Linked DNA regions of Mus musculus: regions 1, 2, 3, 4, 6 and 7 are each linked to region 5. Evidence: chromatin contacts called from public Hi-C, HiChIP or PLAC-seq and promoter capture Hi-C data. All regions are on one chromosome and are shown on one strand. Each heading gives the region's core, a stretch centred on a gene start, on an enhancer-like site or on the middle of the called end of the contact. The rest is flanking DNA. Distances are from core to core; before and after follow the strand shown. Region 1 has its middle 260 kb from the start of Gm36251. Region 2 has its middle 17 kb from the start of Gm46133. Region 3 has its middle 280 kb from the start of Gm24957. Region 4 overlaps Gm36251 (a long non-coding RNA gene). Region 5 holds the start of Arpp21 (cyclic AMP-regulated phosphoprotein, 21). Region 6 has its middle 300 kb from the start of Gm36251. Region 7 has its middle 220 kb from the start of Gm36251.

Region 1 (2,756 bases), core at 15-2,514, 630 kb after region 5:
CCCTGAAATTCCTGCATCCATCTGGGAAATCACCACTGTGTGTCTTAGAGACCAGGAGGAAGCAAATATTTTGGTCTCTTCTCTGGTTCCTGAGTGAAACCAAATGCTATGTACACAGAGCTTGCAGAGGCTCTACCAGGGACAGAAGGAGTATGGAGGGAATGTATGCCAGCCTGGGTACTTCTCTGGTTCTGTTTGCTCATCTCAATACCAGTTTGTCTCCATCACTCTCTCCTACCAAACTGTTGGGTTCCAATGTATTCAACACATAGCTTGTCATCTACAGATGTTCTTCATTTACATAAACACTGTTGGTTTTCCATCTCCATCTGTATCTTGCTGTTTGTTTGTGCATAGCCATTTTCTTTTTCAAAATGTTGATACACTGCTAAATGAACAGCTAATATCTTGCTGCTAAATGTGAGTCAACCTTATTTTTCTTAATCAGTACCATAGAAATGAGCCCCTACATCTACTGTCAAAACACTGTATAGATCTACCTAGCCCTCCCTTCAGGTTATTTGTCTGAATATCACAGAGATATACACTCAGGACCAAAAGGCTAAGGCTATGGGATATACGTCCAGAGATGAGCCAATACAAGGGAAGTGTTCCTAAGAATGATAGCACACTATACTACATGAGGGGCATCGAGGAGTCCCATATATCTCTAGGCCTTCTGGACTCCATGTTCTCCTCTAGTTTTACTTACTACATCATCTTGATAAGAAGATATGATCTGATAGCTTCCTCAAAAAGACATAGCAGAGATACAGGTTGAGAAAAAGACTTTCCAATTTTTGATTTAGCTATTACAATGTGATCGTGTGTGTGTGTGTGTGTGTGTGTGTGTGTGTGTGTGTGTGTGTGTAGAGAGAGGGGGGAGGGGGAGGGGGAGGGAGGGGGAGAATGCATTGCACAGTGCAGAGTACAACCCAATATAGTTAATTCTCTCCTTCTACAATGTGAGTCCTTGGGATTCCACCTGCTGAACTGAATCCACCAGGCATCAAGCTTAGCTAAGATATCTTCTCAGCGAGCCCCGGAGATTCCGACGTCCCCACATGCCCAGTGCTAGATCATGAACCAGCACCACCATGCCAAGCTTACTGATGTGGATTCTGGAGATTCAGCTCAGGTCTCCATGCCTGCAAGAGGCTCTTGGAGCCCCCATCCCTAATATGTGTGATGCATATGCTGTAAGCCCATGTTTTCAGGCTGTCTGCTCCTAGCATTCCATTGTTGACTTAGCCTCCAGCTTTTGCAGGGCTGTCCAATCAGTTTCCCATCTGCCTCTCTCCAGCTTCCTGAATTTTACAGCTCTCATCTCCTCCCACACACTTGTCACACTCAACTGTTTTTAGTTTGCTGTTTCTCTTTGCTATCGTTTTGGTGAGGTTACAGGAAAGTAAAGAAATAAATGCCCAGGTAAATCCACTTCTACCATCCTGCAAAAGAAGAAAGTAAGTTGCTGTTGCAGCTAACAGATTTAAAACTGCATTTTTAGATGCCATTCAAGGTCACTGCACCTGTCCCCTTTCTCCATAGACAGATGGATAGCTGGAGAACAGAAGGTGCCAAGGAACACATGTATTCTTTTCTCTGAAGAGACATTATCGTGTACCCCCCACCCTGCAAAAAATAAATAACAACAACAACAACTGCAATTACATTGTTTCCTAACTCCATTACTGAAGAATATGACCTTATTTGGAAACAGGGTAATTAAAGATATAATTAGTTGAAATGAGGTTATAGACAGGAGAGAAGCAAGCTGAGATTTGCCAGACCTCTGTCACTATAAACATGGAGTGGGACATGGAACAGACTCTCCCACCCTCTGGAAGGAAAGAGTCCAACTGACATCTTAATTTCAGACTTTGAGTCTCCAGGACTAAGAGACAACGCATGCCTGTTGTCTTAACTACTCAGCTGCCAATGTTCATGTCAACAGCTCTGAGAAACTAACGTACATTTTGGTGTCTGCTTGTAGCTGATGCTATCATGTCACAATGCCTGAGTTACATTGAGCACGTTTTCTTAGAGACTTGAAATTGTGAGTAATGGACTTATGCACTTATTTGAACTGGTTTCCAAGAAATGAGTGTGCAAAGCTGCTGGGTACCGCCTTTCTGCTCACAGAACAACGTGGAAAGAGAGGGATGCTCTGAAGAAGAGATGCTGAACAAAGAACAAATGGTACTGGATGACACGGAAGGTCTGCAGCCTCGTTAGGCAGCAAGTTCTAGAAGCAGGCTGAGGTTTATCCTGACATCCACCTCTAAAACACTGCAAAGGGCTCAGACCATAACATCACTGACCCAGGGCAAAGGGGAGTAGTCACTGAAGACAAATCTCAGGGAGAAAGCATCCTACAAATGCTGGCAGCCTTTGTCATCACTGAGTTGCAAGCTCTCTTAGACCAAAAAGGCCTTTGCTCCTCTGATGTTTCCCCTTAGAGTGCAATGTATATCCCATAGTTGTTCATCTGAACTTGAATCGGGTATCTTGTTTTCTGAATTTCTCACATTGACATGAGAGCAATTTTGCCCAAGAATGCCAAATTTCCTGGGTGCAGCTACATCTCAATTAAATTTTAAGACAATACTTTGGGCTCCCAGAGTTAATTATTATATTGATAGAATCTGGAAAAGAGTTGGAGGCTGTTGAGACAATAGGGTGAATGTGCTTTTTGTGTTAAGAAACTATGACATTTTGCAAAAGACAGGGAAGGCTAACATTAGTTGAAATCTTTC
Region 2 (2,972 bases), core at 137-2,636, 920 kb after region 5:
TGGATACAATAATTGGTCTCAACGTGTCCAAAATTAAAGAGCTGCAGCTTTTAAATGCCCTAAGAATCTAGATCAGGGTAAAACAGAGCTGACAGAAAACTTGCACAGGTGGCCCTGTCAACATTCTGTCAGGAAGGAAGGAAAGGCCCAGGAGGGCCCACCTCTCCCTGAGGATGTGCAAGAAGCTACTGTAATGAGGGCATGGAGAGAGATTTTCTTTGGTGGTGTAGTTATTGATAAATTGTCCATGCCTCTATAAGTAACCCTTCATCCATGCCCCTATATCCAATCCTTATGAAACTCATTGGAATGTACACACACACACATGCACACACACACACACACACACACACACACACCACTCATACACTCATGTGTTATTATTGGGGGTGGGGGGACAATGTTAAAGTAGAAGGGGACCAGCTAGGTAGGATGATGTCAGCATAAATGTGAAGCAGGTAAAAAAAAAAAAAAATAAAAAAGACCATGAGGGAGGTCAAAACATATTACATGTGTGCATAAAAATTTCATATTGAAGAGCTGGGGAGGAGACTCAGTAGTCCAGAGTGTGTGACCCATTTGCAGAGGACCAGAGTTTGTTCCTCTGCATCCCCTAAGATGGCTCACGACCACCTGTCACTCCAGCTCCAGGGGAATCTGATGCCCTCTTCTGGCCTCTGCAGGCACTGCACTCAGATATATACAAACCTATACCAATACCCATACACGTAAATTAAAATGCTAAAAATGAAAAAAAAAATGTCCTTTAAAAAGTTAAATATTACAACGAAACTCATTATTATGTACAATCAATGCATGCTTTTAAAAATAAGGGTGAAGGTTGGTAAGGAATTAAAAGGACATTTAAATCATTTTCCTTTTCCAGAGTGGCAAGCCAGCCCCACATCCTTAGTTCTTTATCACCAGGGAAGGTGTGGGAGGTAGAAAGAAAATGGGGACCCTCTTCCCGTGGTGCCTGGATGGGACCAGTGTGCAGCAGACCAGGAGTTGCAATCCAAAGCAGGAACTGATAACAAAATTCTAATCCCTTCAGGCACACACTCTCGTTTGTTCTCTTCCCATGATTCCGGCCACCTGCTTCTTGCCTCCCTCCTTCCCACTTCAAATATACAGGTAAAAGAAAACAGACCCACTGTGTGAATCCAAATCAGCATCTGGTCGCAGAAATTGAGAAATGGTCTCTAATGAATTTATCCCTGGGACAAAAAGAAAACAGTAATTAGGCCGAACATCGGAAAAGTGCTTGCCAGCGCACTTTTGTGCTATGGTTTCATTTTATCTTGCGGGATGAGTGGAACCGTAGGTAAGACACGCTCCGAACTGTGCTCCGGACCACGCAGGTGTTCAGTGGGAGCCACTCTCCCTCTTTCTTGTTTCCCAGTAGACCCTCCTGCTGTCACCGTTCCAGCGTGCCTCTGGGCTGTCACTTTCTGTTACTCTCCGAAGTGAAAACTGGGGCAATATTATTCTCTTCCTTCCACGATAACAAACAGAATCCTACCAAATCCCTTTAAAATGAACCTGCAGACATGAGAGTGACAGGTTTTATAAATCATTCTAATGGGGAGAAACTACACCCCTCCTCTGCACAAACCCAGCCTGGGCCTGTTCCACGGCGCCTGCCATATGGAAGCAGTTTAACTCAGCAGCCCTTACCAGGAGATCTCATCAGGACCTGTGTAGTCTGAATGTTTGCCGTGTGATAATACAGACCACCAGAAAAAAACAGGACGCTGAAGTTGTATGACTTTAGCTGTGTCTGGGGGGGGGGGGGGGGGAGGAGAGAGTGGGGAAGGGTGTCTATGTGTGCTAACACAGAAATAAAACTCTATTGTAAGGAAATGTTAGGAGATATTGCCTTTTTTTCTACTACTGCCTACAGAGGTATTCTAATTTGCTTCTCCATCACTGTGATAAAAATACTTCTCAAAAGCAACTTGGGGAGGCAACCGTTTGCTTGGCTCACACTTCTGCTTCATACCCCATCGTGAAAGGAAGTCAAGGCGAAGGGACTGAAGAAGGAATCGTAACGCAGGAGCTGAAGCAGAGGCCACCCAGGGGTGCTGCTTACTCGCACCCCATTGCTTGCTTAACTTGTTCCTTATAGAACCCAGGACCACCTACCTGCCCAGGGTGGCACTGCCTACAATGGCCTGGTCCCTCCCACATCCATCACTAACCAAAAAAAAACGGAACTGACAAACTCAAAATCCAGTGTCTTTCCTTGGCCATGCAATGTGTTCATCTCTCAGCATACATACCCTGCAGGCAGAATTAACCAATTGTCTTTCTATGCTCCCAGGGCTATGTGACTGATTAGCCCTAATTCTACAACTCAGCCTTTGTACGATAGGCCCCTTCACAGGAACGAAGGCCAGGCAACATCTTCATCTTTATAATCGCCCCTAGGCTTAGCGTGGGAACTAGCATTTGCTAGGTGTTCAGCAAATGTACATGGAATTTAAATGAAATTTAAAAGCATGAAGCAAATACAATAGCTCCTAACATACTCTAATGATCCATGCTGTGGGATGTCCCACCCACCCCTTCTCCAGGTATAGTGTGTGTGTGTGTGTGTGTGTGTGTATGTATTATATGTGTGTATGTATTATGTGTGTATGTGTGTATATATTATGTGTGTATGTGTGTATGTATTATGTGTGTATGTATTATGTGTGTATGTATGTGTGTGTATGTATATGTGTGCATGGGTATGTATGTATGTGAATGCATGTGTTGTGTGAGGTGTATATGTGTGTGTATGTATGTGTTGTGTGTGTATGTGTGTATAGGTGTGTATATATGTATATGTGTGTATGTATGTATATATGTGTGTGTATGTATGTATGCATGTGTATGTATGTGTGTATATGTGTATGTTGTGTATGTGTGTATGTATATATGTGTGTATGTATGTATGTATATGCATGTGTGTATGTGTATGTTGTGTA
Region 3 (2,813 bases), core at 210-2,709, 570 kb after region 5:
GAATAGAAGTGTGCTTTGACAGATGCCTTAGCCCACTTCTAGCTCACTGTGTTTATTGTCTAAGAGGGGATCCCTCAGCTTTGTGCTGTGGTCATCTGCTACCATACCTGCCCCAGCATCATGAACTCTCCTCTTGGAAGTACAAGCTACTTCTACAGAAAGAGTAAGGTTTCTATGTAATCTTTATTCACACTGCTGACAGTCTGGAACGGGATTCATTCACTACACAAATCCAGTGAGAACATGGGTAATCGTCATTCTGTATTTAACCTCAACTCGATTACAGGAGAAGAAGCAGGGTGGGAAGAGGGGGAGAGGGAAGAAAGAGAGGGAGGAAGAAGAGAAAGAGAGGAAGAGAAGGAGAATACCTTGCAAAGCTGTGGAGAGAATGAGCTAGTGATAGCACAGTTGTTTGAACATAAGGGACTTTCTAATCAGAAGATGTGAGTTCAATTCTGACACCAAAATTTCATTTATTAGAATAATAATGCTGGTCTTTCTATAGCACCTAGTTGATGTGAATTTATAAACTAAAAGTAAAAATGAATTTTATATACTCATTGTCATTAAAAATTAAAATATATATTTGTTTTAGGATGCATGCTAGAATTATTAAATATTCAATAAATGATATGAAGAGCTCTATTCATTATAAATACGATGATTCTTAGAAGATACCACGGGGAGATCTGATGGAAATGTGTTTGTTCAATAAAAAGTGAAATCTATTGTGTATACAATCGCAAGATAAATTGCAGTGAATCACAAACATTTAATGTTCAACTTTGGGTTTTGGTGGCTTTCAGTTTTGTTTATGAGGACAAATCCTAAGGCTCTTAGGATTTATCATTATCTTCTGAGAATGTGAATAGCTATATTTAGATTTTCACACATATATAGAAAGGGCAGTTAGCAAGGTCTTAGGAGATCATACACTCACTCAATTACCATCACCCTATTCAAGGATGACAATAACAAAGAGGAAGTCTGAGGACTTGTCAAAAGCACACCCACAGCTTTGGCTTCAAGTTTACCCTGTTTCTAATGTGTTATATAATATTTAATAAAAATATGATCATGCAGTGGAACTGGCACTCAACCTAACATTGACCATTTACCCCTCATAATAAAAATTTTCCCTAAATTTTATAGCTAGAAGATGATGTTTTGATTGGAACCTAGGCTTTTATTGTTCCATATCTCTTTATGCAAACCTCAGATAGCCCACTGTGAGAATTCTTTCTCTGGTCTCAAGTTCTCCATTCTCATACAATGTCCATAGAACTTCGAGAACTTCTCACAGGCCACACACTTCCCTAGGTGAGTCCCAGTATTAAATGTGGACTCCAAGAGTGAGTTAATCAGCTTCCTGTCCCCACAAAATACAGAGCAGTCCCTGAGAAATCAGTCAGGGGTGGGTTTACGTATATGTTCTGAAATTCAATGGACAGTTTAGACAGCTTGGAGTTAGATTAATGACTAATACTAGTGTATGATGCTTGCGTTAGACTGTATGAGTCACGCTGTGTTTGGGATCATTTTGAGAATGATGGGCTTAAAATGCCAAAGGATGATAATACCAGACGCCACCTCACCCAGTATCCTAGTAACATTATCATCAAGGCAGACAAGCAGAGAACAGCTCCCAACAGTGAAAGAGTCAAGTCAGAAGACCACTACTGGTAAACATCAAGACATTCCCCTTACTGCCAAGAAGAGAACACAGAGAATGGGGCCTGGGGAGGGAATCAGTGGTGGCAGTGTTCACTGGACACCAGGAATACAACTTCAGCCAGCTGGATCTAGCAGGAAAATGGCTGCCGTGCCAGGCTCCCAGGATGGAAATTTGCATGTAGGAGTTTCATTTGGCAGGGGTTTCAGGAAGAAACCTCTCAGAGAATGGGGGATGCAGGATTAAACAAAGATGAATTCACTTCTGATGGAACTATCATCTCTAGACCTGGACAGCTCCTCAGAAAGGTCTAAAATTGGGTTCAGTGCCTCTGAATATTATCACTCACAGAACTCTGGGTGTCTCTAAGAAGTATATTTAATCCTCTGGGTCAGCTTCCTTCAGTTGCATACAGTTCATAGTGAGTATCTTGGAGTTGCCAGCAGTCAGTGATTACAACTGCTGGGGCACCTTTGTGCCTTCATCCTGAGGGAGACCTTGAATGTGACCCTCAGAAGCCACCTCTAAAGCTATCTGTTTCCTTCTAAGGGCTCTGTAACTCTCTATCCCCAGAGAACCTGAGCAGTGATAGCATTTTTAAGGCTGTGAATGTTCATTCCCCTTCATCTCATGTATGCGCATGTATTCAGAGATAAAAACATTTTTGAGACTAACAAATTATAGGAAAATTTCAGGAAAGGGAAACTCTGAGCTCTTCACAAAGTGGCCTCCTCAAGAACAAAATGTCATGAGATAACTTGGATATCACAAGGGGTGATAAATGCATAGATTGGGAAAACAGTTGTAGTCACAAATCACCCTTACTTTCAAAGATTCATGATCAAGAAAGGGAAGATGGGAGCTGAAGAAATGGCTCCACTGATAGAACGTATCTCCTGCACAATCATGAGGGACATGTGGCCCAGAATTTGATTCCTAGCAACCACTTAAAATATCAGGCACAGCATTGTATGTCTGTAATCCCAGAGCTGGGGAGGGGAAGAAAGGTAGATCCCAGAGCCCACTGATGACCCAGCCTTGCTGAATCAGTGAGATCCAGGGTCAGGGAGAGCTACTGCCTCAGAAAGCAAGACAGAACTGGACTGATGAAGACACTCAGATCAACCCCTGATCTACACAC
Region 4 (2,700 bases), core at 149-2,648, 850 kb after region 5:
TGGGATTCTGTTGGGCTTGACCAATACTGGGAATTATTAGTTCAGTAATACATCCAAAAGTTTACACATACTAACCAAACAGAGTTTATCTATGACATTCAAGATTAGTCTAGTATATAAAACCAAATAATGAGAGATGGTGAGGGTACCTATTGCCACCACATGTCTATGCAATATGAATGTACTGACAGAAACAATCACACAAGAAAAGAAAACACCAAGCTATCCTAATAGTAGTTTAAATCCCTAATGACCCTTCTGCACTTAGAGGTGTGTGTGTGTGTGTGTGTGTGTGTGTGTGAGTGTTTATGTGTGTGTGTGTGTGTGTTTACCACCAACCGTGTGTGTGTGTGTGTGTGTGTGTGTTGCCAGTTAGTTGTATTTTTTGTTTGTTTTGGTGTTTGTTTCTGTTTTGTTTTTCAGATGAAGTCTCACTGACCTGAGCTTAACAAGTAAACAAAGCTGCCTGGTCAGCGAGCCACTGAGATCTGCCCATCTCTGCCTTCTGAAGCTTGGGATTATGAACTTTTATTGCTATGGGTTTGGGGGATGGAATTCAGGCAAGGCAAGTGCATTCCTGACTCCCCAGCCCCCTAATGACTCCTTTCAAAGTAAATGTTTGGAACTGAAATATGAGTTCAATAGAATTGTAGGGCATAAAATCAACATGCAAAAAAAAAAAATGAGTTACATGAATAATGACCTACTCAAAGGAGACACTAGGCAATGATCCCATTTGCATGAGTCCCTTGTCCCCAACAATAAAATACACATACACAAGAACCAATATAACTATGAAGGGGAACTACCTATACTCTGAAATGAGACAAAGATCCACCCAGGAGAGAGAATGAGATGACCACTACAGAACAGACCTGACCTCACTTCACACGGCCTTCTACACGGAGGAGGCTGCACCATATTCCTTTGCCCCACTTATTTAAATATAAGGTTTGTTACTAGAGAATAGCTGACTGCGTGATACATACTGATGTGTGGCCAGCATCACTCCTGAATGTCAAGGAAACCTATGTTTGTTTTAAATGTACAACCCTCTACTACCAGCTCTTCCTTAATTAGAATTTTCCTGAGTGTTTAAACCTAGGCACAAACATTTAGAGCAAGCTATTGCCATGCATATGAAAATGAGGGTGCTGTGGAGGTAATTAGGAGTGTGATCTGCCTCCCTCGGCCTGCTTACTCCTAAGATTCCCTGTTTCTTTGGTGATCAGCCAGCTTGGCTCAGCTAATGCTGGGTGCATGTGTCCAGTTTCCTTTGTTTTAAGAAATTGACATCTCCAGAGCCATTTGAAGACTATAACCCAGGTTGACAGGCACAGATTCTGTTCCACAGGGATGACCCCACCACCTATGACATGGCTTATGCATATACATAGTGTCTGCCCCACCCACCCCTGCCTCCCCTCATGCACACACATAGTGTCTGCCCCAACCCATGACTCCCCTCATACACAAACTATTTTTAGAATCCTGAAAAGAAACGGCTAGAAACTCTTACATCGTTGTCCTGAAGTGTGATTTTTTTCCCATATATGACACATTGATCAAAACAGAAGAGAACCTTTCCTAAATTCTCTGAGTCAGACTTTATAAGTAACATCCGTGAGGCACGGTACATGAACAACAGTTCTTTAAAGCAACAAGAAATGTGACTTTTTCATGAATAAAAAATTGAGTTTGAACTTGGGTCCACCGAAGCCTTATTTAACTCAGAGCTCTTAAACCTCATGTCCTTTGTTTATGTGATACTTATATTTCAGACTCCAGGCGGTTCTTCCAGAAGAATTATACATTCTGATGCATTCATCCATCACACACTTCCGACGTTAGATGTATTTTTAGTGTGCCCAGCTTGCCCAGAATGAATATAACAAGCATGTAATGTATCCTGAGGTGGGAATGAAATTGATAGAAGCCGGGTAGGGGTGATGGAAAAGAGGAGGGTGGTGGAAAGATGACTCAGAGTTCATGAGCTTTGGAACATGAAAGGCTCTCTAAGTCATGGAAAAGCACGCTCAAGAGCCCACCAGAGCAAGACTCAGGGCCTGCTCAGCAAACAGCCTACAGCCAGGCAAGACCTAGCAGAACTGGAAAGGGGCATGCTAGACAAGCTGTTGCAAAATGTGCTTACAGGGCCATCAAGATGGCTCAGCAGTGAAAGTGCCTGAAGCAGAGCCTGGAGGACTGAGTTCTGTCCCCAGAATCTAAATGGTAAAAGAACTAACTGACTCCCAAAAGTTGTCCCCTGACCTTTACATGAAAACTGTAGTATATGTATACACATGTACATAAATACATACATGCATATATATATACACACATGTACAATATATAGTAAATGTAAAAATAAACTTTTAAAAATAAACAGAATGATTTTAGTATGGTTCAGATTTTAAATTATAGCCAAAAGTAATGAAATGAAGTTTTAAACTAATTTGTTTATTTTTAATTGCCATAGATAGATAGATAGATAGATAGATAGATAGATAGATAGATAGATAGATAGATAGATAGATATATAGATAGATATGAGAGAGGGGGAAAGAGAGAAAGGGAGTATGATATGACACATTGACTGAAGTGAACATTGTATAAGATGCAGTGAAGCTAATTAGCATCCATCACCTCATCAATTTATCAGTCTTGTGATTAGATCATTAAAAATATCTCAGCAATTTT
Region 5 (3,020 bases), core at 503-3,002:
CACCGTGGGGGGTGGGGGAGTGGCCTGATGCTTGCATGCTGTTAATACGAAAATGAGCAAGATACCTTTCTGAGTGAACATTCCCACCTTGTACCTGAAGATTGGTGATCCATGAAGGTGCCAGCAATGCAGACATATGGCTTCATGCATCTTACATGCCATTATGTGAAGATATTTGGCCCCCAAGGATAACATTCTAAAGGTAATCAATGCTACCTCAGAGACATTTTAAAATATGCACTCTTTAGAAAGATAAATGAGGGACATTTCACTCAAAGTTAAAGGGAGAAAATAACACAACTATTTCACCAAGTCCATCTAAAACCTCCAGATTCCCTTAGTTGTCACAGCTCTGGTGCAAAGTTTCAAGTTTATGACAGAAAAATCAACCCAAAATTCCCACAGCAGAAATTCAGATTATCACCATATCTGAAGCTGGTGGTAGTTTTTTTGAATCTCAGAATGTTTCATAAGGTCCAACCCATCTGCCACAGCAGAACAATGATTCAGGAATTTGAAATTAAATCTGCATTCATTACCCAACATTCTCACAGCCTATATTAAAAATAGTAGACACACAGGAAGTCCCCAGTTAGCATCTCCTCTAAGTTTTCAGAAACTCAAATTATTGAGTCTTCTTTCTAAGAACCAGCAAAGACGCTGAAGGAGCATCTAACCAGCTATTCAGAGAGAATTCTCTCATCCAAACCGATTGATTTCCATCGATAAGCTATAAGGACCCGATTCAAAAGACCACCTCTGCAGCCCGCTTTACCTTCCCACTCCCTTCTGCTCTGCAGTCTCCACAGCAGCACAGGGCTCTGTCTGTTCTCGGGCTCCTTTCATTGCAGAGTGAGATGCCCACTCCTTCATTAAACAGCGTTAAAAAACAGACTGCAAGGAACTCCTCAGTGCAGCACGCTCTAACAGGGTGATTGCTACAGTTCTCAAGTAACCACACTCAACTGAGATCTATGACAAGCAGTCACTGAGAGATTGGCAATGTGCAAATCTAATAAAACACACACACACACACACACACACACACACACACACACACACACACACTTGTCTGGGTCTGAACTGAATTACCAGCAAAAAGAAATCACCATATAGTGAATGAAATTAAGTCACCAAGAAACCTAATGGTATTCCCCGGAGGAGCTGTTTAAGTTTCTTTAAATATGCCTCATCCAAAGTACTGTTAAATAAGCACTCACCGAGAGGAATAGTTACTTTGTCATTCGGACGACATAAATCATACCCGGAAAGGAGAAACTAAGACATGTATAATACAATGGTCTAAAGCAATGCCTTTAAATTTACACAGAAACCAAATCATATTAGCACAGACGAGCATAGCAAGAGATGATCTTTTCCCAATCTTTGAGAATGGAAACATGTATCACTTTAAAAAGACATCTAAATGTATTCTCTAGAAATATAAAAATAGCCTGCCAGTCAAAGCGATTAGAAAGCAAAGGAAGATGAGGACAAAGGACACTGAGAATCAGACATAAGCAGGTACATACCTTGAAGGGCTACATAACCCCGAAGACAGGGTCTCTCATGTTAAGATCACTCTGCTATTTGAAGGAAGCATAACTAGCCCTAGTGCCTTCCAAATGACTGTCTTTCATGAAAATGACATTAGCTAAAATGCCACTCAGACATCAAGCCCTATAGTAACATAATCCTGAAAGAGAGGGTCTACTTAGGCTGAAGAGCATATCAAAGGCTCTCTGATTTTCACAGAATTACAAAAAAAAAAAAAAAAAGGAAACAAGAAGTGCCTCCCTGCCTGCCCTGTCTACTTTGCTGCTTACTTAAAGCAGTAAACTGCAGAGTTGGGTTCCAAGGCAGATGAGGAAAGGGTGGGCACAGTTTAGATTTATTCTGCATTGGAGCAAAATTTGAAAAAAAAATACAGATTCATTTCCATTCTAGAGACTGTCATTCTAGCTTGCAGAAGCTGCATCCTTTGAGAAGGCAGAGAGCGAAATGATGGTCTCCATCTGCAACACGTTCTTAGGGGGACCATTTCTAGCAACCTCACCGTACACCTCCCATCCCGCCATGACATTACCTTCCTCATTGCTTTTTTTTTTTCTTAAGACTTAGGCTCCAGTCTTAGTCTGTGTCTGTAAAAGGTGATCAAGCTTTGAATTTAATACATCCGTGACATCCATGCTAAGCCATGTAATTTCTCTTCCGAAGAAACTTTTTAAAACACTTGCCTGATACAGATCCAATCCTACTATCACATTTATCACCCGAGACAGATAACGTTACACCAGAGGCTGTCATGGAAATGACTTCAAGATTTAAAAAAAATAAAGCAAAAAATTATCCTCCTCTCCCTCCCTTCTCCGACCTCTTGGGACCCAGGACCTCTGTGGTAACTGAGGAAAGTGACAAGTTTTCAACTGAAACAAGAGAATGTCCAAACTTGGCACCATAAAACCCATATAAAATTACTGGAAACTTCTGTTACAGAAAGCATCGTCCCTTTCAATTCCCTTCCCAGATTTCAATTTCTGCCTGCTTTGAGGGAAAGAGAGTCCACCCATGCCTTCCGCCGAGACATAGAAACAAGATAAACAACACAGAAACGACAAACAGGTCAAAGGGAAAGCACAGATAGATGGTAGAAAGAAAAAAAAAGGGGGAGGGGGCAGCAGAAGCAGAAAGCCCCAACAGCCAGACACAAAGGGCTTGTGATGCTCATGTCGGAAGACTTGGCTCTTTACCTGAAGGAACAGTGGAGTGACCCAGCGTCCCGGGTGCCTTGACTGACTGGATTTCGTTTGGGGCTTTTGTGAGTAATTATTGTTTCTCAGTGAATGCTTTGGTTGGGTCAGTTTGGTTTGTGGCTTGCCTTTGTTGTTTGGTCGATTTATTTTAACTGCTAGCAAAAGGAGCCCTTGGCTTGGAGGCAGGGGTCCTCGCGCTGCCCAGGCACAGCGCTGGTGGGGAACGCGTGGCTGCGGCTGTTGGACTGTCACCGCTCCGGACGCTTG
Region 6 (2,715 bases), core at 3-2,502, 590 kb after region 5:
GTTCATTATTCCTTCACTTTACTCCCTTAATATTTTGTATTAGAAGTTTACACACACACACAAGCATGCATGTCTGTTTATTCCTTATTGGTGTTGAGTTCTTGATAAAAGAAACAGACCCTTCATTTCTTCCTATATCCAGTGCCAATCCTGAACCAGCATTCCTCTCATAAACACTCATTCGGATGGAATTAGCGCATTTAGTTTTATATCTCTAGGCTCTGCTCCAAACACAATTGTATTAGGTTTGAAGCTTTCCTGCGCTGTCCTTGATTGTATATGTACTTGACTGAACTTGATTGTTCATAAAGTACGTGGTCATGTTATGCTTCTACCCTAGAGAATCTGAATAGTAATAATTATTTCATAGGAGGATCATAAAAACCAAATGAGTTGAGTAGTAGCAGGTACTTGACACAGTTCCTGACATGTTAAAAAAATGTGAATGTGTGTTAGCAGTCCCAATGCCACTGCCACATTATTATCAGTTTTAGCTATGCACACATTAGGTTGCATAGCCACCTGTGCACACATTAGGGAGTATGTATGGAGCTCTGACGACAATGTGTTGTCTCTTGATATGTCTATCACCATTACTGAACATAGTATAGCCTCAAGGGAAATCACTCTGCCAATTCATATGGATTTCCTTGGCCATCAGTGACTGAATATCTATTGCTCCACTAATATTTGTCAAATGAATGGTAAGATGAATGAAAACTGTACATAATAAGGCACTGAGAGACTAAGAGAATATTAAGTCTTTTTAGTGATTTCTGAAGGAGTATGAAGGGATGTCAGTTAGGACTGGGTTCTGCCATTTTTATTCTTAAAATAGAAAGACCAGGATCATAGTGCTTTAAAAAAAAAAAACAAAATAATATCCATTTTTCCCTCACTGATTCTTCTTTAGACTCCCAAGACTCAAATAGCACATTCTGCCAACTACCTTATCTTTCACAAGTCAGAGGCCACTGTTATGGTTAACTTCAGGCTCACAATCCTCGTTCTCGGGTGGGGGGGGGGAGATAACAGGGCACGTGATTACCGGCAGCTCTAACCCCACACCTCACTCAGAGGATCCCAATGATTATAGATGAGAAGGTAATGCCAACTAAGTCCTGGCAGTGACTCTCAGCGACTCTCCTTTCTGCTCTTATGTGACAAGTGGCTCCCAGACAGACAGTCAGGTGGACCCAGGATGCCCTTCATGCTGTCAAGAAGCAGCAGCCTCCTGCTGGTTAACAGCTGAAGCCTCGCCATCTCATTCAGAATACCATTCCTTCGACCCAGAGCTGGGACTCTTTGAGATCCTCACTCCTGCTGTGAAGAAGGCTGTTACCAGATGACAGAGCTCTGCTGTGGTCCAGGTATCTGGTCGTGATGGAGTTCTGTCTGTGAGGAGCATCTGCCTCCATCCTGCCAGAAACCAGACACCCCTTAACGAATGCAAGAAAGAAGCCCAAAGTCAGCTGTAGGTCTAGTTGACACCTATTCTCCCTTCATCCAGTATTTCTTAAATTTAACATTAGGACCATCCTGTCAAAATGCAGGTTCCAGATGAAAAGCTCAGGGGTTAAGCCTGAGATATGCATCTGTAACAGTTCTTAGATGCTGCTGCAGCCTCTGGCCTAAAGAAGGCACCAAGAAGCAAGGATTTAAAAAAAAAAAAATCACATCTTAAATGTCCACTGACTCTCGGGTTTCCGCTCTCATGACTCTTATCCATCATTTCCTAAGTGAAGCTAACATGTTTTTCTGACCTTCCAATGACCTTAATGTCTGAAAAAGGGATAACTCCTGAACACAATACTTGTGATACTCAGTGATTTTAAAATACAAACACCTTAAGTTAAGTTTAAAGAAAAGGAAAACCTTAGGAACCAATTATTCAATTTACGTAATAATTATCAAGGCAATGGGCTATTCAGTTCTGCTGTGATTCTGAGGTGTGAAATGGTCCTCCACAGGCTCATGCTTTTAACCACATGATGCCCAGGCTGTGGAGGTGTGGGGGAGGGTGTGAAATCTGGAGAATGTAAGGCTTACTGGAAGAAGTGAGCAACAGGAATGGAGCTTAGGGTTTTAGTGCTTACAGTGACTTCCTGATTGTTCTCTGTTTCTTAACTGCAGACACAATTTTAGCAGCCTCCTTCTCTGCAAGTATGGCTTTCAATTCACCTTGTAGGCCAGGATGGCCTTGTGTTCACAGACATGTACAAGTCTGTGTTTCTTCAGTGCTGGCATCAAACCATGAGCTTATACTGGGATCAAACATTTGGCTTATACTGATATCCCATGCAGTGCCAAAGCTTCTAGAAATAGAGTATATAGGTCAAAAGATGGTAAATGCCTCAAAATCAAATTTATTTTAATTTAAGTCGCCAATTAATTATTGACTATTCCAAGATGAACAGGCAACATATTTTTTTTTCCTTCAAGGATTTCACAATATCACAAGATGAATGAAAACTTGTGAGAACAGAAAGAAAAGAAGACACATCTCAGAATGTTCTGGAACATAGTGAGGAGACTATGCTGAGAGGTACTGAACAGAAAAGAAAAGAAGAAGGGCATCCCTTTTGTCTCTCCCAGTGTGAGACAAGTAATAGCAGCAATGTCACCTGGTTCACTTCCATGAACTTCAGAGCTTGGCAAGGTAATCACTACCTTAACATAACAGAGTTTAGGGTCTTAACTCTTTAAGTGTGGATT
Region 7 (2,739 bases), core at 11-2,510, 670 kb after region 5:
TTGGTTTTTTTTTTTTTTTGGTTTTTGGGTTTTTTTTTGTTGTTGTTGTTTGTTTTTTTGTTTTGTTTTGTTTTGGTTTGGTTTGGTTTGGTTTTGGTTTGGTTTGGTTTGTGAAAGCTTCATTAATTTCTGCAAACAAGGCACCCAATCTGTTTTACCCTCTTTCTGTTCCCAACAGCCCCTTCGTATTTCTCCCTCTCCAGACTTTGCCCAAGCCCAAATGTCATTCCTAACCACAGGAAACCTCATTATTCCTTGCTTCCATTTGTCTCTGTCCATACAATGAAAAAACTCAAACTTAAATTTAAAATAACTAAAATAAGCTCTTTAAGATAATAACTAAAGCAACAGCAGAACCCACAGTTTGCCTGTGACAGAACTCCATGATCTAGACAGGAAGCTAGAGGAAAGCAGAAGATAGCCTCAGGTATCTCCCCGCCTGTATCTTGTTTCTGCCTGTATCTGTATTACAGGTTAAATACATAGAATATTCACTTTGAGTAGCCTTCACAGGGGGTCAGCAGTGCTGTGATATATACAGTTTTATCAATAGCAACATCATTATTTTGGTGCCAGCGCTGAACCAGAGGCTCATTACCAGAATTCCACAGGTTGTGGTGTACCTAACTAGCTAATGTGACTTGAGCAGCTGCCTAGGTTTCAATGAAAGCAAGAGTCAAATCATTAGTTCTTATTGCTGTGCAGAGTTCAGCGAGGCCATCGTCCATTATGCTGTGTCAGGAACACAGTAATCTTCATTACCTTACAGTTAATTCTACTGTTTCCACCGTTGTCCTCTGACCATTTCATGGCATTAAGACCACATATCAGGCCATTGTAGTTGGTTTTTTCCCTTGATAAGCAAGTGTCATGAGGACAGAGACTTTGCTTAATGGTAAGCAGCTTGCTCTCGTCCCTGTAACAATGCCCATTCAGTAGGCATCCAATATGCATTTCTGAGTGTACTGATGAGGTTATATAGCCTTTGCCTAGACATGGGTGAGACTAAGACTTAAGGAACCAATTTACCCACAGCAAGGTGAAGATGCAAGGTTCATCTTCCTTTCCTCTCTACCTGTCTGCCTTAGTGTGGCCAAAGGCGAAGCCCCTTCTGCTCAGCAGACTGTCTAATGACTTGGAGCTTAGGAATACTCTTCATTCTCCTAGCCCGACATTTCTCCGCCAAGTCAGAGCCCCTCTGACTGGGTTGGAAAGAACCTCAGCTAAAAGCCCTTCAGCTGAGCACCCGGCAGCTTCCGTTTGCCTGAGATGTCACACTGCTGGCAGCGTTTAATTCAGATGAGAAGTGACACCCACATCCTGATGCCTCAGCTGCCAGCAAGAGGCTAGTGACAACTCCCATTACACAGAAGGGTGAGCCAGGTGTCCTAGAAAAGCTCCTGCCTCCCAAATCCCATCTACCTAATTAAATTCTCTCTGCAGTCTCCGGATCCCTTCCTCTATGTCAAGCCCCAATTCTGCTCTTTAAAAAAAAATGAGATACTTCTGTGATGCTGCTCTGCAATGACAGAGTGGAAGTTGGGGACCAGAGAATCGTAGAGGCCAGGTGACAGGAGTGAAAAAAGGATAAAGGATTTGGGAGATGAAAAATGAGCATAAAATATACCCATCTCCAACTTTAGCAAAATGTGTGGTTTTGTTTTGATTGTGCATGTGGGAGTGCCTATGGTGTGCATGCATATGTGCATGCATGTTCTAGGGGGGTACTCACTCATGTATGTTTGTATGCACATGTGTGCATACACCCATGGAAGCCTGAGGTTGCTGTCTTCCCTAATGCAGTTCACACTATGTACTGCAACAGGGCCTCTTCCTGCACTCAGAGATCTAACTAACCAGCTCGCTTCAAGGGTTGCATTTCCACAGGAGATGCACAGGTCCTGAAGGTCCAGCTCAGGCCTCACTATTGCTGAAGCGATTTACTGCCTGAGCCATCTGTCCAACCCCCAAAACATGTTCTGTGTAAAGACATCAAAGAAAAAGACCTTTTCTTTGTCTTAGGAATCCTATGTCTTAGGGCTCCAGAGGGAGGTTCCACATTGGAGAGAAACCATGGCGGCAGGAAGCCAGAGCCCAAAGCTTGCTGATTACATTTCAGCCACACTCCTGGAAAACAGAGCAAACTGCACGTGGGGTGAGTCCATGAGCCTGCAAAGCCCTGTAACACCGCCAGTGACATCATTCCTCCAGCAAGGCTCCGATTTCTAAAGGTTCCATAACCTCTCAAAACACTTTCACCAACTGGGAACTGAGTGTTAAAGTACCTGACCCTAAGGGAGAAAGGGGTCATTTGAACTATGACCAAACATGTTCCTCGTATGTTCTGTAGGCTGCTTGGATGTGTGTATTTAGAAGACCTTTAAGTGAAAATGTTATTATTCACCCTAGATACCTTAACTTTCATTTTTTCTTGTATGTCCTGAAGCAGGGAGAGGCACTTAAGGTCTTCCTCCAGTGAAGAAATGGCAGTGTTGAGAAACCATGACAGTAAAGGAGCCTTGAGCTAGTCAATAAAAAGGCTGGGTTTATTTCAAAGCTCTTGTTACTGATGACAATATCCTGGTATCAATAGTGTGTGTGTGTGTGTGTGTGTGTGTGTGTGTGTGTGTGTGTGTGTGTACATGTATATATGCAGGTGTGTGCAAGTGTATATACATCTGTTAATGTGTGTGGGCATGTATATCTATGTGTGTACATGTAGATGTGTATATACACACA

What was found. Promoter capture Hi-C pulls out the DNA fragments that hold promoters and counts their contacts. Hi-C and Micro-C count contacts between places; a contact is called where the count stands out from the background. HiChIP or PLAC-seq counts read pairs in DNA pulled down with a chosen protein or histone mark.
Region 1: a contact with region 5 is called in a promoter capture Hi-C map of hippocampal neurons, with 12 times the contacts expected there. The contact joins the enhancer-like site here to the promoter of Arpp21 in region 5. A contact is called at or near these places in 8 of 39 promoter capture datasets (3T3-L1-derived adipocytes, the C10 cell line, cranial neural crest and 5 more), 2 of 484 Hi-C or Micro-C datasets (cortical neurons and forebrain), 3 of 115 datasets of contacts at active chromatin or transcription factors (embryonic forebrain, forebrain and neural progenitor cells) and 1 of 9 other capture datasets (liver).
Region 2: a contact with region 5 is called in a promoter capture Hi-C map of hippocampal neurons, with 16 times the contacts expected there. The contact joins the enhancer-like site here to the promoter of Arpp21 in region 5. A contact is called at or near these places in 6 of 39 promoter capture datasets (the 3T3-L1 cell line, embryonic stem cells, frontonasal cranial neural crest and 3 more), 4 of 484 Hi-C or Micro-C datasets (cerebral cortex, cortical neurons, frontal cortex and 1 more), 5 of 115 datasets of contacts at active chromatin or transcription factors (embryonic basal ganglia, embryonic forebrain, embryonic midbrain and 2 more) and 2 of 9 other capture datasets (liver and pancreatic islet).
Region 3: a promoter capture Hi-C map of hippocampal neurons shows a contact between it and region 5, with 11 times the contacts expected there. The contact joins the enhancer-like site here to the promoter of Arpp21 in region 5. A contact is called at or near these places in 7 of 39 promoter capture datasets (HPC-7-derived erythroid cells, cranial neural crest, embryonic stem cells and 3 more), 5 of 115 datasets of contacts at active chromatin or transcription factors (T-cell acute lymphoblastic leukemia, embryonic forebrain, embryonic hindbrain and 2 more) and 3 of 9 other capture datasets (adipose tissue, liver and pancreatic islet).
Region 4: a contact with region 5 is called in an H3K4me3 HiChIP or PLAC-seq map of forebrain, with 7 times the contacts expected there. The contact joins the enhancer-like site here to the promoter of Arpp21 in region 5. A contact is called at or near these places in 7 of 39 promoter capture datasets (the 3T3-L1 cell line, the C10 cell line, embryonic stem cells and 3 more), 2 of 484 Hi-C or Micro-C datasets (cerebral cortex and cortical neurons), 4 of 115 datasets of contacts at active chromatin or transcription factors (embryonic forebrain, embryonic hindbrain, forebrain and 1 more) and 2 of 9 other capture datasets (adipose tissue and liver).
Region 6: a contact with region 5 is called in a Hi-C map of cerebellar granule neurons, with 4 times the contacts expected there. The contact joins the enhancer-like site here to the promoter of Arpp21 in region 5. A contact is called at or near these places in 7 of 39 promoter capture datasets (3T3-L1-derived adipocytes, cranial neural crest, embryonic stem cells and 4 more), 9 of 484 Hi-C or Micro-C datasets (cerebellar granule neurons, cerebellum, cerebral cortex and 2 more), 4 of 115 datasets of contacts at active chromatin or transcription factors (VIP interneurons, embryonic forebrain, embryonic hindbrain and 1 more) and 1 of 9 other capture datasets (adipose tissue).
Region 7: a contact with region 5 is called in a Hi-C map of cerebral cortex, with 2.8 times the contacts expected there. The contact joins the enhancer-like site here to the promoter of Arpp21 in region 5. A contact is called at or near these places in 6 of 39 promoter capture datasets (embryonic stem cells, hippocampal neurons, liver and 1 more), 1 of 484 Hi-C or Micro-C datasets (cerebral cortex), 5 of 115 datasets of contacts at active chromatin or transcription factors (SST interneurons, embryonic basal ganglia, embryonic forebrain and 2 more) and 2 of 9 other capture datasets (adipose tissue and liver).

Annotation. Positions count from the first base shown.
Region 1 is chr9:112,863,862-112,866,617 of GRCm38.p6, forward strand. No RefSeq gene overlaps it. Among named protein-coding and RNA genes, the nearest start is that of Gm36251, 260 kb to the right of the region's middle. Within about 2 kb of position 1,265, at least 9 of the 459 cell types and tissues checked have an H3K27ac peak or open chromatin away from gene starts, as enhancers often do. A contact at or near this core is called in cortical neurons and hippocampal neurons, where this site is marked.
Region 2 is chr9:113,156,270-113,159,241 of GRCm38.p6, forward strand. No RefSeq gene overlaps it. Among named protein-coding and RNA genes, the nearest start is that of Gm46133, 17 kb to the left of the region's middle. Within about 2 kb of position 1,387, at least 23 of the 459 cell types and tissues checked have an H3K27ac peak or open chromatin away from gene starts, as enhancers often do. A contact at or near this core is called in cerebral cortex, cortical neurons, forebrain and 1 more, where this site is marked.
Region 3 is chr9:112,802,957-112,805,769 of GRCm38.p6, forward strand. No RefSeq gene overlaps it. Among named protein-coding and RNA genes, the nearest start is that of Gm24957, 280 kb to the left of the region's middle. Within about 2 kb of position 1,460, at least 5 of the 459 cell types and tissues checked have an H3K27ac peak or open chromatin away from gene starts, as enhancers often do. A contact at or near this core is called in hippocampal neurons, where this site is marked.
Region 4 is chr9:113,079,928-113,082,627 of GRCm38.p6, forward strand. The region is part of intron 5 of Gm36251 (a long non-coding RNA gene); the gene reads right to left. Among named protein-coding and RNA genes, the nearest start is that of Gm36251, 42 kb to the right of the region's middle. Within about 2 kb of position 1,399, at least 4 of the 459 cell types and tissues checked have an H3K27ac peak or open chromatin away from gene starts, as enhancers often do. A contact at or near this core is called in cortical neurons and forebrain, where this site is marked.
Region 5 is chr9:112,231,560-112,234,579 of GRCm38.p6, forward strand. Arpp21 (cyclic AMP-regulated phosphoprotein, 21) reads right to left here and starts at 1,753. Exons shown (of 21, transcript NM_001362020.1): 1 at 1,533-1,753. It also overlaps a transcript of 2900079G21Rik not described here.
Region 6 is chr9:112,825,514-112,828,228 of GRCm38.p6, forward strand. No RefSeq gene overlaps it. Among named protein-coding and RNA genes, the nearest start is that of Gm36251, 300 kb to the right of the region's middle. Within about 2 kb of position 1,253, at least 7 of the 459 cell types and tissues checked have an H3K27ac peak or open chromatin away from gene starts, as enhancers often do. A contact at or near this core is called in cerebellar granule neurons and cerebellum, where this site is marked.
Region 7 is chr9:112,904,846-112,907,584 of GRCm38.p6, forward strand. No RefSeq gene overlaps it. Among named protein-coding and RNA genes, the nearest start is that of Gm36251, 220 kb to the right of the region's middle. Within about 2 kb of position 1,261, at least 4 of the 459 cell types and tissues checked have an H3K27ac peak or open chromatin away from gene starts, as enhancers often do. A contact at or near this core is called in cerebral cortex, where this site is marked.